Regions from separate parts of the Gossypium hirsutum genome. Here region 2 is linked to region 1. The links are chromatin contacts, called in public Hi-C maps. All regions are on one chromosome and are shown on one strand. The core of a region is the stretch at or near the end of the contact, and the rest is flanking DNA. Distances in the headings are between cores, read along the strand shown.

Region 1 (6,438 bases), core at 1,375-3,874:
GTTTTGTAATAATTAATTATGATTATTGATATTCTTTTTAATCATAATTAAAATACGTATTTATCAGTAATAACAATGACTAATCTTTTAATAATGGATGCTCATGATTATTGTTATTTAATCATTCTTTTGATATTTTTTAAATATATATAATTCGGATTTTAATTCAAGGCTTCCACTTGAATGTTGTTGTAATGATTTTTGGGGTTCGGATTAACAGTGTTTAAAATAGCCTATTTATTTAGCTTTTTTCCTTTTTTTTTTTTGCTATTAGGTAATTACTAACATTTTATATACGTTAATGAGTTTGTTTCAAGACAAAAAAATTAATTTACTTTGGTTTAATGTGTAATTTTATATATAAATTTTAATTTTGTTTAATTTTATACATAAAATTTTGAATTGATCTGATTATCATAAATTATGAACACAATTATTAAGATAGTATTATTTTATATTTATATATTGCATGTACAAATAATTATATTTATCCAATATAAAAATATATTGATATATTTATTTTTTTAAATGTGCATGATTGATCAAAATTAAAATCTCATGTATACGTTTGAAATGCAATCAAGGTTTCATGTGTATGATTACACCAAATTAAAGTTCATGTATCAAATTACATATTGAAACAAAGTTACATATAATTTTGAAATTTTTTGAAAGAAAGAATAATTAAAGTAATAAAAATCAGAAAAATATCATTTTAATCTTATAATTAACGAGGTTAAACTACAAATCCATTTACACAGTAATTTTTTCATCTTGACCATAATGCATAAACTTAGTAATAATAAACATTATTTAATTTATTTTCACTTATATCTCTGTTTTTGTAAATTTGGGTGAAAACAAGAGAATTAAACCAATTAAATCTTTCGATATTATCCATGCTTATGAATACATTTTATTATGTTTGATAGTACAACTCCCCATTTGTCTTTGGTCTTTATTTCTGGAACCTAGCATTTATAACGTAGAGTAAAGGCAGGCTAAGGTTTTTTTTTTTTCTCACATTATAGTAGACCTAAAGAAAAACAAAACAAAATATAAATTCAAATTCAAATTAAACAATATACATGCATTTCAACTAATACTGTCTACCTAATAATTAATTGGTAATATGCTATAACAAAAGTCAACACACATTGTTTTCTTTCCAATTTCTGGGCTCATGTCAATTTCCTAGACTCCAAGAAATTCTTTTTCTTGGGCTCACAAGATGAAATGTATTCAAGGAAAGTGGCAAAATCTGTATCTTTATAACGCCGTGGATTTACTTGGTCAATCAGTTTAGGTGATGGTCCAACCATGCAATTGAAAGGCAGACTGTGCAGTGAGGCCACCGATAGTCGTGGCTTTGCTGGGTTCACAAATACTCTGTGCAGCACACTTTTGTATCTTCCGTTGCTATATATCTGCAAATAACGCAAACCAAACTCAGTAATCATATAACATAAGCCACGTTGCTAAATGAGTTGAAATTAGAGGTCACCTCAAGGTGATCACCGACGTTAACCACGAAGGAATTGGGCATAGGTTCAACAGTGATCCATTTGCCTTTGTATTGGATTTGTAAACCCTCTACTTCATCCTGGAGAAGAAGGGTCAAGAAACCGTAATCCGAGTGTGGTGGCATTCCTAAGGTGAGGTCAGGTTCAGGGCAGGGAGGGAAACAGTTAACCACCATTAGCTGGCTTCCATCATGGAACTGCTTTAGTATTTCATCATCTTCTTCTGTCTTTTCCTCAGTGGTGGCACCCCACAGGCCCAGGCTCTCCAGGATGGCCTCCGTGATCCTTATAAACAACCACTTGGTTTCTCTTGCGTAGGTAGCCGCCACTTCCCTGAAGTCCATGGGACAGGATGGCCAATGAGGGAGAACATCCGACAATGGATGGCAGACAAGCTTTAAGAAATCTCTCCAACAGAACACTGAATCTTTTCTCTGGTTTAAGCTAGTCCCATATCGAACAGGCGAGGTCATGTCGGATGACATGTACTTTGCTCTTTCCTCGTACGGGAGACCGAAGAACCTGGTACTCACATCGATCATGCTTCTTATAGCTTCAATGGGGATACCGTGATTCACCACCTGAAAGAATCCATATTCTTCGCAAGCGGAGGAGAGGGAGTTGAGGACTTCGGACCGATTCGGGCCTTGTAATTCAGCAAAATCGATTACAGGCAGTTTAAGACTAGACTTAGTTGCATTTGGATGCTCTTTATCTACTTTGGGTCGATCCGAAACTGGCAATATGTACTTGTTGGGAAGTTTGCTAACTCCATTTTCGAAAAGATGCTTCACTCCTTTCTGGAACTCATCATCGTTAGTTAGTGCCATTGCAGAGGGACACATGAATTCCCTGTTCATAACAACAACCAAAAATAATTCACAATATAAGTTAATGTTTGCATATGAATATGAGAGAAATGAAGAAAGACCGAGTACCCACCTAATAAACAAAGGAAATGGAGCAAGTGGGAGGGAATAGGGATGTGAATGAACGAGGGGGGGGGTTTGGAGTTTGATGTATTTATAGGAGAGAATGGAGGGAAGGGAAGACTACAGAAGCAAGTTTTGGGGAAAAAACCGGATTCGGATTTATGGATCCCAGGAACTGACTGCTTCCATTATGTAAACCAAAACCGTTGACAAATAATGAGTCAAAATCATAAAGGAAAGTAAGGACTACAAAATTCTACGTAATAATTAATCAGTCAAATCATCTATTGCCTTCTCATTACTATTAACTTGGTAATTTGTTTGGTTTTACAACTTAAAGAAATTCTTTTATTTAATATAAATATCATTATCAAATTTTAAATAGTAAACTTAATTATATACTATAATCTATTTAATTAAATTCACATTTAGACAAATAATATAACTCTTTCTCATCTGTCTCATGCCTCTGACTTTTTGCATGCAGCTCATCGCAGTGGGGTCCCTTTCCTATCTTCGCTCACTACAAATGAATATGATTTCTCTTCATTTAGGAAATTTTTTATTTTGAGTTTGGGTTTATTCTTGGTCAAAGAACAAGTTATACCTTTAATTATTACCACACCACTAGTTTTCTCTGTTAAGAGCTCAATCTTATGTCTAACTTAAAGATACCTATGTGAAGAAATTAAATTAGAGATATGTTTTTTCAACCATTTACAGCATCACTTGTGATTTTAACCTTTCATTCCTAAGTTAGATCGAATTTCTAAATAATTTAATATTATTTTATCTACTTATAAAATTTAAACTCTAAACCTATAGATGGGTTTGGTATCCATATTCATATACGAAATCGTACAAGCCTGTGAAGCTAATAAATATTGTATCGGTGTAAATTGACTACTCTCCCTTTTAATGGTCCCCTAAGAAAAAGCCCATCAAGTTTTGGATTCGATCGACACAGCTACAATGCGTTTTGCTGGCTGTTGTTTTTGCACACAAGTTCGAAAACAATAAAACAAATGAATTTACGAATTATTTTCGAAAATTCCAAAACAAAACACGACGACACATAAGCTTACAAAAAAGGGAGAAAAAGGTTGTCGACATCAAAACATAGAGTTGACAAGTTGTGGTATCACTTATTTTAATTATTTTTCATAACATACAATATAAAAAACTTGTTTCGCATTGATTTAAACTAAATTATTTTACAGACATATAATATAAACTCTATGAATTACAAATACAGTTCATGCTCGTGACTATACGTAGGATCAACCGATCAACCAATAAGCAACTCATTTACACGTAAATTTCGTCAAAATAGCAATGGATTATTAATATATAATTAAGAAACCACTAGGGTTTATGGTTTACAAGTTTGATACAGTTATTTGATGGACGCTCATCTCCTTGTTACGCTATACATACTTTTGACCATTTTTTTTTGTGAAAATATTATTTTAAAATTTTGAATTGGAAATCAAGTTTTTAAATTTGTTGATGAAGGGGGAAGGGATTAAATAGAGCTTTTTCATATCTTGAAAAGATAAAAGTACAATTTTATCAAAGATTAATTTATAATTTAATTATTTCTAAAGAAATTAAATTGAATATTTTTAATTTCAAGGGCAAAGCCATTGCCAGCTCCTGGCTTCACCTTTGCGGTTAGTAAGGATGAAACCAGAAATATTATGAAGGGGGATAAAATTGAAGTTTGTAGATTATACAACGATCCAATTTTTATTTTTTATTTTTGAAAGATTGTGCTTCAAGTTCAATTTGGATGGACTCTGGTGACCATTTTCACAATTAAAAGAAATTAAATTTTGTTTTTATATTAGTATTTATATATTTCAAAATTAATTTAATTAAAAATATTTTTTATCATCCAATAGTAACTCAAGTTGGGTTGGTTCAAATAGATATTTCAATGTCACTTTAATCTAATTAAATTAGGCTTTATTTGATAAAAATGTTGAAAAATTTTAATTATTTTCTTATTCTATTTCATTTAAAATTATATTATCATTATTAAATAATTTAATTAAATTCAATATTTAATTTTTAATTCAATATTTAATTTTTAATGATATACTTAACAAATTTTATAAATTAAATTACGCAATTAATGGTCTTGCGACTTAACTAAAAAGTTGTTGACAACAATTATTTTTCAGTATTTATTTTTTAATATTTAATTTTTTAGTTTATCAAATATATAACTTGACTACGTGTATAAGAGAATATGGCATGTGAATGGAAAGCTTAATATCCAATTAATAGCAAATCTGTTGTAATTAGCATAAAATTAATTGATTTTGTACTAGAATTTTGATGTAGTCGTAAACCAACTAAAAATTTGACTAAAACAAGAGCACCTATCAATTAATAGTATAGCTACAGTGAGTAAATATATCGTTCCCACTAAGACTAAAAGTACTAGTAATTACCATCTTTCTATTATTTAATTGATAAATCCGAGTAGTTAATTAAAACTAAAATTAACTATGAACGCGAAAAAGAACAAGTTAGGAAAATAAACTATTAACAATCAAGAAGTGAAATAATACCCAAGAAAGAATTCACCTAGACTTCATCTGTCATTATCAATCCAAATTACTCAATTTCTTCACTTAGTATCTTGATCTGAAGAAATCCCTAAATTATGCTAATATCTCTCTTCAATAATAAGAGCAACTGACTCTATGTTGATTAATTCAAATTTCTTTCTAATTAAAACCCCTATTATCGCATTAACTCAATATGTGGATTCCCATATTAGATTTGACTCTAATTCAGTAGATTTATATCATCTTATTTCTAAGATTGCATGCAACTCCACTCAATTACACTAGATCTACTCATAAACAGGGTTTATTCCTCTTCTGATTTAAGCACATTAAATATGGATCAATAATCTAGAAATATCAAACCAAGAATTAATCACACATAATTAAGAACAAGATCCAAGTCTTTATTGCGTAAAATAAAAATCAAGCGACAGAATCTGTAACACCCTATACTTGGCCTGGTTGCCAAGACCGAATATAAAGATGCCACACCACTGTGTCACTACTTGTACATTACAATGTTCACTATGTTAAAGCTGACACATGCCATTCATAGCATTTGCACGGGGTTTTAAGACATACATGAAATAATAATCATTAAATCATGCTAGACATACATCAATGTATCTTACCTTGTTAAATATTCAAGCATTTGGACCACTTAGCAGAATTTCAAAGTTAAACACGTAGGTATCGATATTGTTCCTAGGGTATTGATATTTTCTTTAAGTGGTATTGATACCACCTGAAAAATTGATACCGAACTTGCATTCTATTTCTCGCACAAAAATCATACTATCGAAGATTATCGGTACCTGTCATAGTGTATTAATAAATTTACCCTAAGTATCGATACTCGTGCAAGGATATCGATACCAAATCTCTATCCTGACTTCCTTGCACATTTCAAAACATAAAGGTATCGTTTTTAAAACTCGATTATGGATACCTCTGGCATAAACCTAAAATAAACAGCATACAAAATTATTTAGTCCATTCCAATTTAGTTTCTAAACGTCATGCATCAATTACTTCGACAAATAATCATCAAAACGACTAAATTTAACAGTTCAAAATGTCAGAAATGCGTCCGAGCAGAAAACATCATGCCATCATCAATGTTCATAAACCTAAGCATATTTATAACTCATAAACAAAGGCAAAAACCAGTAAAATGTTAAGAACTAACATGGCTATAAACAGGTTTACCACATTGCCATATTCCTTAAAATGTAAATAAATAAGCAATGAACACCTACGAAATACTAACAAGTCTTTCTTGGATCACTCCCTTGGAAAAACCACACCACCCACATCGAAACGTCACTAATCTACATATGTTGAAAAGAGTGGATGAGCTTAAACAAGCTCAATGAATGATTAGAATAATCACTATGCAAACAT
Region 2 (6,438 bases), core at 2,467-4,966, 240 kb after region 1:
GATGAAGGTGGAATTAATAGAAAGAGTCTAAAGGTTGGAAGGAAATCATGGTTTTGTAAAGAGAGTTCAAAGATTCTACAAAGGGAGAGTGAATATAAGAGAGAGACTCACATGAACTTTTTGCATGACACTTTTATAGTGGGGGACAAACTTAGCTACTTGTCCTTAGGTTGTTGATGTGGAAGTCTTATTTGATGCCTTTGGTAGTGACGGTGATATGGCGTCCTAGGATGAGACATGTTAGGATGATTAGCAATCAATTACTCTGGGGCTTCACGTGGTCCTTATATAGCTTTAGCAAAGATACATAGTTTTGAAGTTCGCTAAGTTATGGTTCACGAACCATTTACAAGGTCCGCAAACTAGTTGTTGGTCTGCGGTATCATTGGTTCCATTAGGAGACATGTGTCAAACTCTCTATGGGTGCTCTCAGAGGTTCACTACATAGGGTATAACAAAATTCAACTTTACCTTTTAAGATAAGGCTTCGGTAGCTATAATTTATATTATTAAGGTTACGTTTAGTATTGTTTTTAAAAAGACACTTTTCAATACATAAGTAATGCTAAACAATACTTTTGAAATGAGAAGTGTTTTTCAAATTGGAAAGTATTTTTTAAAAACTACAATTTATAACTTTTGGTTTTTGAAAAATAAGTTTTGATTTCTATTATCCTCATTTATGATTCAACAAAAGTGGGTTCCTTTCATTTTCCTTTTAATTTTTTAAAAATATATAATTTTTAAAGTTATGTAATTTTAATATCTAAAATATAAGTTATATATTTAAATTAAATTTTATATTGATTGTTTAAAAAATATTTAAAACTTATATTTTATATATTAAAATATTGATGAATTATAATAAAGTATTTTTATTTTTATACTAATTTAAGTTGATATATTCCATATATTATAATATTAATGAATTTGAATATCATTTAATGCAAATTTTCTATATTACAACATTATGTTTAACATAGACGATTCACTTTTGGGTTAGTATTTGGTAGGGGTGATATCCGTTCGACTCGGTTGGGTTTTTTAAATTTCTTGAATTATCCATCATAATATGATTCGACTTGGTTCTATTCTTTATTTTTCCATATTAAATTTTTGTTTTGGTTTTTAGACTTATTTTGATAAAATGAGCTTTGCTTTATGGCTTTTGAATATTATTTCACAAAATTTTAAGGTCTTTTTTCATAACTATTTCTAAAAAACAAGAATTTTCAAGAATTTTTAAATTATTTTAAATGTAAAATTTTGTTTTTAGATAATAAAAAATAAAATTAATTATATATTAATAAAAACTAGAATTTGATTTGGTTATGGGTAACCGTAATTTTTGAACTTGCATTCCATAAACAATCCAAATATCTCGGTTCGGGTCGATTTTTTGTTTGGTTGATTTTTTTGCTCAACCCTAGTTTTTGGTACATTGACAATGTACTTTTGTTTTATTATACAAGCAGCTTTAAAAAATTGTCATGTGGTTCTTTTTTTAAAAAATATATTTTTAATATTTTACTATACTTTATAGAACACTCATCAACACTTTTACTCTATTTATTAAAACTAAAAACTCCATTAACAATATACTAAATAATTTATCATTATTTAAAAAAAAACCTTTTTAACAGCAACATCAAACTTTTTAAAAATATATTTTTTTAAAAAATCATAGTTGTGAATGAGAATGGTGGAGGTTGCACAATGACAATGGATGAGGTTCCATAATGTCCATTAAACATTTAACCATCTTTATTTTTCTGTATATTTTTGTTTTACCTTTTCCAAATTTGACATTTTCTTATAGCTCCCTTTTGTAAATCTTGTAGAAGTTTTTTTGTATAAGAAAAAAACTTATTGAAGTGAAAAGAAAAAGAAAAGAAAAAAGAGTGATAAAAAGGAGTAACCACAAAAACATCGAATGGATTCACAAAATGGAAAATTAAAAAGAAACGTTGATTAGCCATTTCACGAACTAACAAACTAAAGAAAGGATAAAAAAGAAAAAGAAAGTTTGTTTCTTTATGTGAACGGCCCATGTGGGTTGGTGGAGCCATGAAAACTATAAAAACAAAAAAATGGGATTCCACAAAGACTTGGGCGTTCTTTTATCCCCTTAAATTTCATGATAATTACAATGTGCACCTTGCAACTATCAATAATTAACGTTTCTAAATCCTTGACATTATTGACCTTCTTTACAATATTTATATAGAAGAAATTGTTGTAAAATGGGACCCAATTCCCCAATTCCAAAAAGCCAAAACTCACTTGCCCTTTTGTTTTTATTACTGGGACTTCCTAACCAAATTAAAATACCCTAACATCTCCCTTTAGTTAGGAAAATTTTACAAATTAAAAACCCCAAAATAAGTGTAATGTACCCTCTCTTTTGAAAAAAAAAACAAAAGGAAAATATAAGGTTAAGTAATTAAAGGAATATTTGGTATATATAAAATAGTTGATAGTAGTTGGGTTCTAGGACCCAAACGGTGCTCGGTGAGGAATTCCTTTTCTTCGCCTTGCATTTGAAGGAGGTGGGGGAGGCGTCGAAGGGTTAATGTCTCGTTGTGACCCTTCACGCATTTCTTCTTCTTCTTCTTCCTTCGATATTATTATGCCTTCTTCTTCTATGTTAAAACTTGCATTCCCAATATTCCTCTTTATTCCTACAAGCTGCTAAGTTAATATTACGAATGAGATTAAAAACCCATTGTGTTGTTTACTCAATCCAAGCATCTATAGTGAGAAATTGATAATGATGATCGATGTGGTGTGTGGTAGCTGTGATGGTAATGTCTATATATATGCATGTAATGAGGGATATATGTTGATGATAATGCGATGCAAAATGGAGAAGATTAAGGGGGATTAATTTATGCTAACCTTACAACCCAATGAGCAAAAACGAAAAGGGTCCAAGAGTGTTCTTCCACAGATTTCACATAAATGAGAAACTCCTAATTTCCCAGATTTTGGTTGAGGCCTTTCATTCAAGAATAGAACCCTGGCACTATTTATCACATAAGTTTGTACCCCACTTATATCCAACACTTTCTGAACCTCTGTAACCCTCACTACATCATGATATGATGATCTCCTTATCTGACAAAACACAAACTAGTTCGTGTTCAGAACATGGTTCTTTTTTATGTTTTATTTTTACATCATGGAAATGAGATACCAAATTTGGAGCATTACCTGAATTACTTGATGATCTTTGTGTTTAGAAGAACGGCAATAAAAGCAAAATGAATCTCCTTTACAGTCTAAACAATACATGTTGCATTCACTCCTACCTGCATCTCCATGACTTCTGCATACTGTGAAAAAGGCAGTACTTAGCAATGACTCTAGCCATGGCGGCACCAGCATTGTAGCCATAGCAATGGCAATGGCAATGGCAATGATCAGCAATGGGGGTGTAGCCAAAGGATCAAAATGCAAAGCATAAAAAGAGAAAGAAAGAGAAAAAAAGGGGTAACAAGAAATCGCAACTTAGAAATCAACCAACAAAAACAACGCCTAGACTAAGGGACAAAGCTGATAAACAAATGCAGCAAAGGGGTCGACGGATGGGATCGACGGTGGAGGCTGAAGTTTTTGGACAGCCGTTGGATGGAATAGACAAGGATGGCTTTGGCGCTTACGCTACTTTTGGTTCTTCTTTTGCGTCTCTACGTAGGCACAAGGTCGGCCCCCCCTTAGCTACGCAACTGAAGCTTCAATGAAATAGCTGTTCACACAATTTGATCACCACCTAACTTTCCGCCACATGGGCAGTCCTCCACGTGGCTTAATCACCATGGTCTGCTTTAAATAAAGGGTCCCACTGTTTTAGATTCTTTTTTATTTTTCATTATATGCTTTTAAAAATAATTTCTTTTAACAGAAAAAATGGCGAAATGATGGTCTTTTCACAGAGTTCCCTCGAAACGGCACGCTATGGCAAAGGATTTGGAAATTAAGAAAAGGATTTTTATATTATTATTATTAACTAATTACGTTTTATTGTATTAATTAATTACATCATAAATAAAACAATAACTACGGAATTATAACACAATAATATATTTTATGCTATTAATAATACTCATAAATGAAGTGATACTGCCAAAATTTTACATTTTTTGATAATAACATTGAGGGTTGATGTTTATAGATTTTTAAAAATAATATATCTAGGTTTTCAAATTAAAATGTGTGGGAAGAGTCAATTTTAATTTGACAACAAATCCACATGATGAACCTCTCATAAAGGGAAGGAGACATGAGTCACGAAAGGGGCACATCAATCAAAGAATAAATTGAAAATATAACTTAGTTTTTCATATGATTTTATAGTAATTGAGATTTATCTACTTATGAAACAACACTACACTAGATAATTTCTCGCTTTTATATCCACAAACCATATTTACTAAGAATTAATTTAGGCAGCAAGTTAAATCAAATCAAATTTTGGGAGTAAATAAATACTTTAAAAGCTTAATGTATAACTTCTTCTTAGAGTATTGGGGGAAAATAAAATACACAGCTGTTTTATATTAATATAATAAATAGTTGTAGGGTTGCCAGCTCCACATTGCTTTTGGGTGGGTTCCAGCAGTGCACTGCATAAGGAAAATGTCTTGAGAATTTTTTTGAAATTAAATTTTTTAAAACATGGTTTAGCTTAAAAAAGATATTGATAATCCTAAAAGTTAAGATGTAATGCTAATCACATCAGAATCTTATTTTTTAGCATAACAACTTTAAGTTTTAATTTTATTAATAACTATGAGATTCTAGGGATATCATTCAATTTTTGCCCTCATTGTTTTCTTTTATAAATAAATAATAATAATATTCATGTGAGCAATCATGAACCAAAAGTATGTGCATTCCATTAAAGAGGGGTTTGCTGTATAATAACATTTTGCTGGAAAAAAAAAAGCAAAGAAAAAAAATTATAGAGAACATTAAATTATATCACACCCATGTGATTGAAAAAAAAAGTTTAATATTAAAAGTATATTTATAAAAGGTTTATTAACAATTGAGGTAGTAAAGTATTTATGATTAAGCGCTCATTAATTTCATGTTTAATCTTTAAATATTTAATATTTAATTATTTTATTTAAACATTTTATACAAGAATACTAAAAGATAATAATATTATTATTCAAAAATAATTCAAAAATTTGGAGTATTATTTTACCCAAGCTAACAACCTTACCCTATCCACCCAAATCTATATCTATCTTAAGGTTAGCTTAGCAATGCTTCTAAGATGCACAAAAAACACTTTTGAGATAAAAACATTATTAAACAAGATGTCGTTGAGAGAAAAAAACTGCTTTTCAAATGCCAAAAATTGGCCAAACCCAAAAGCAGAAAATTTGATCTTCATCTCAAAAGTGTTTTTTGTCCCAAAAATACTTCTTAGAAGCATTACTAAACTAGCCCTTACTCATGTGTACTAATATTCTTTTTCGAAATAATAAAGTCATAGACATTTTGGGGAACAAAATCCCAATTGAAATGGTATGTTTTAGATAAGACTACCCGAGATAGGAGATGAACCGCCTAATTAGAATCTCGATTGGTCCAAAGAAAGGACAAGTGTTAAAAAGAATATTTCAACATAAAACAATCCTAAATCACAGAACCAAACTTCGACTGATCACAAGGAGATGAAGATTAAGTAAGAATGACCACTCTATCCAAATTTAAAGATTTCAACCAAGATAAAGCCTCTTAGATCACCATGCCTTCCACCATATGTGGCTCCATTTTTGTGTGACTGAAGCTCGTATAACCCTTTACGAAATTGCCAGTTTTATCTCGAAGAACTACAACATAAGTAGTTGCATTATCATTGATGCTAACAGATGCATTAGTATTACACTTAACCCAGCCATTATCTAGCCTAATCCATCTATTCAAAGCTCCTCTCAACACATTCCAATGTTTTTGAACACGATTGAATGCCAATCGAGAGTCCTTCTAATCTTGCAAATATTTGTTTGCAAACTCGATAATACTAGCAGGGGCAACATCTGAATCTTGCCAAACATAGAGGTTTCTATGAAATCAAACACTCCAAGTGACCATTATAAACCTCCATTTCTTATCAACATCATTAATAGACAAATAAAAAGAAAAATCGTAAGCGTTGAATCTTGAGTCATAATCAACCTAAGAGTTTTCCATATAATAGCAGTAATAGTAACACGGAAATAAAGCATGAATTACATATTCCACAGTTCCAAATCTTGATCAATTAGGATCTAAATTGCAACCTTCTTCAGTAATATACTTTTGACAGGGATATAATTGCAAAAATATCTCCAAAAAAATAACTTAACTTTAGGTGGAAAAGAACTGATACATATTTTGTGCCAACTAAAGTTAATAGTAAATTGGGATATACTTGTATACATT

What was found. A called contact is a pair of places that touch in the nucleus more often than the background predicts.
Region 2: a Hi-C map of leaf shows a contact between it and region 1, with 2.4 times the contacts expected there. The contact joins the promoter of LOC107948132 here to the promoter of LOC107948131 in region 1. A contact is called at or near these places in 5 of 34 Hi-C or Micro-C datasets (callus, hypocotyl and leaf).

What each region holds. Positions count from the first base shown.
Region 1 is chrA04:63,592,056-63,598,493 of Gossypium_hirsutum_v2.1, reverse strand. It overlaps LOC107948131 (probable 2-oxoglutarate-dependent dioxygenase SLC1), which reads right to left and starts at 2,624. Exons shown (of 3, transcript XM_016882598.2): 1 at 2,466-2,624; 2 at 1,505-2,375; 3 at 870-1,427. The coding sequence starts at 2,368. The coding sequence ends at 1,182.
Region 2 is chrA04:63,349,997-63,356,434 of Gossypium_hirsutum_v2.1, reverse strand. It overlaps LOC107948132 (protein RGF1 INDUCIBLE TRANSCRIPTION FACTOR 1), which reads right to left and starts at 3,716. Exons shown (of 3, transcript XM_016882599.2): 1 at 3,214-3,716; 2 at 2,899-3,117; 3 at 1,950-2,688. The coding sequence starts at 3,396. The coding sequence ends at 2,491.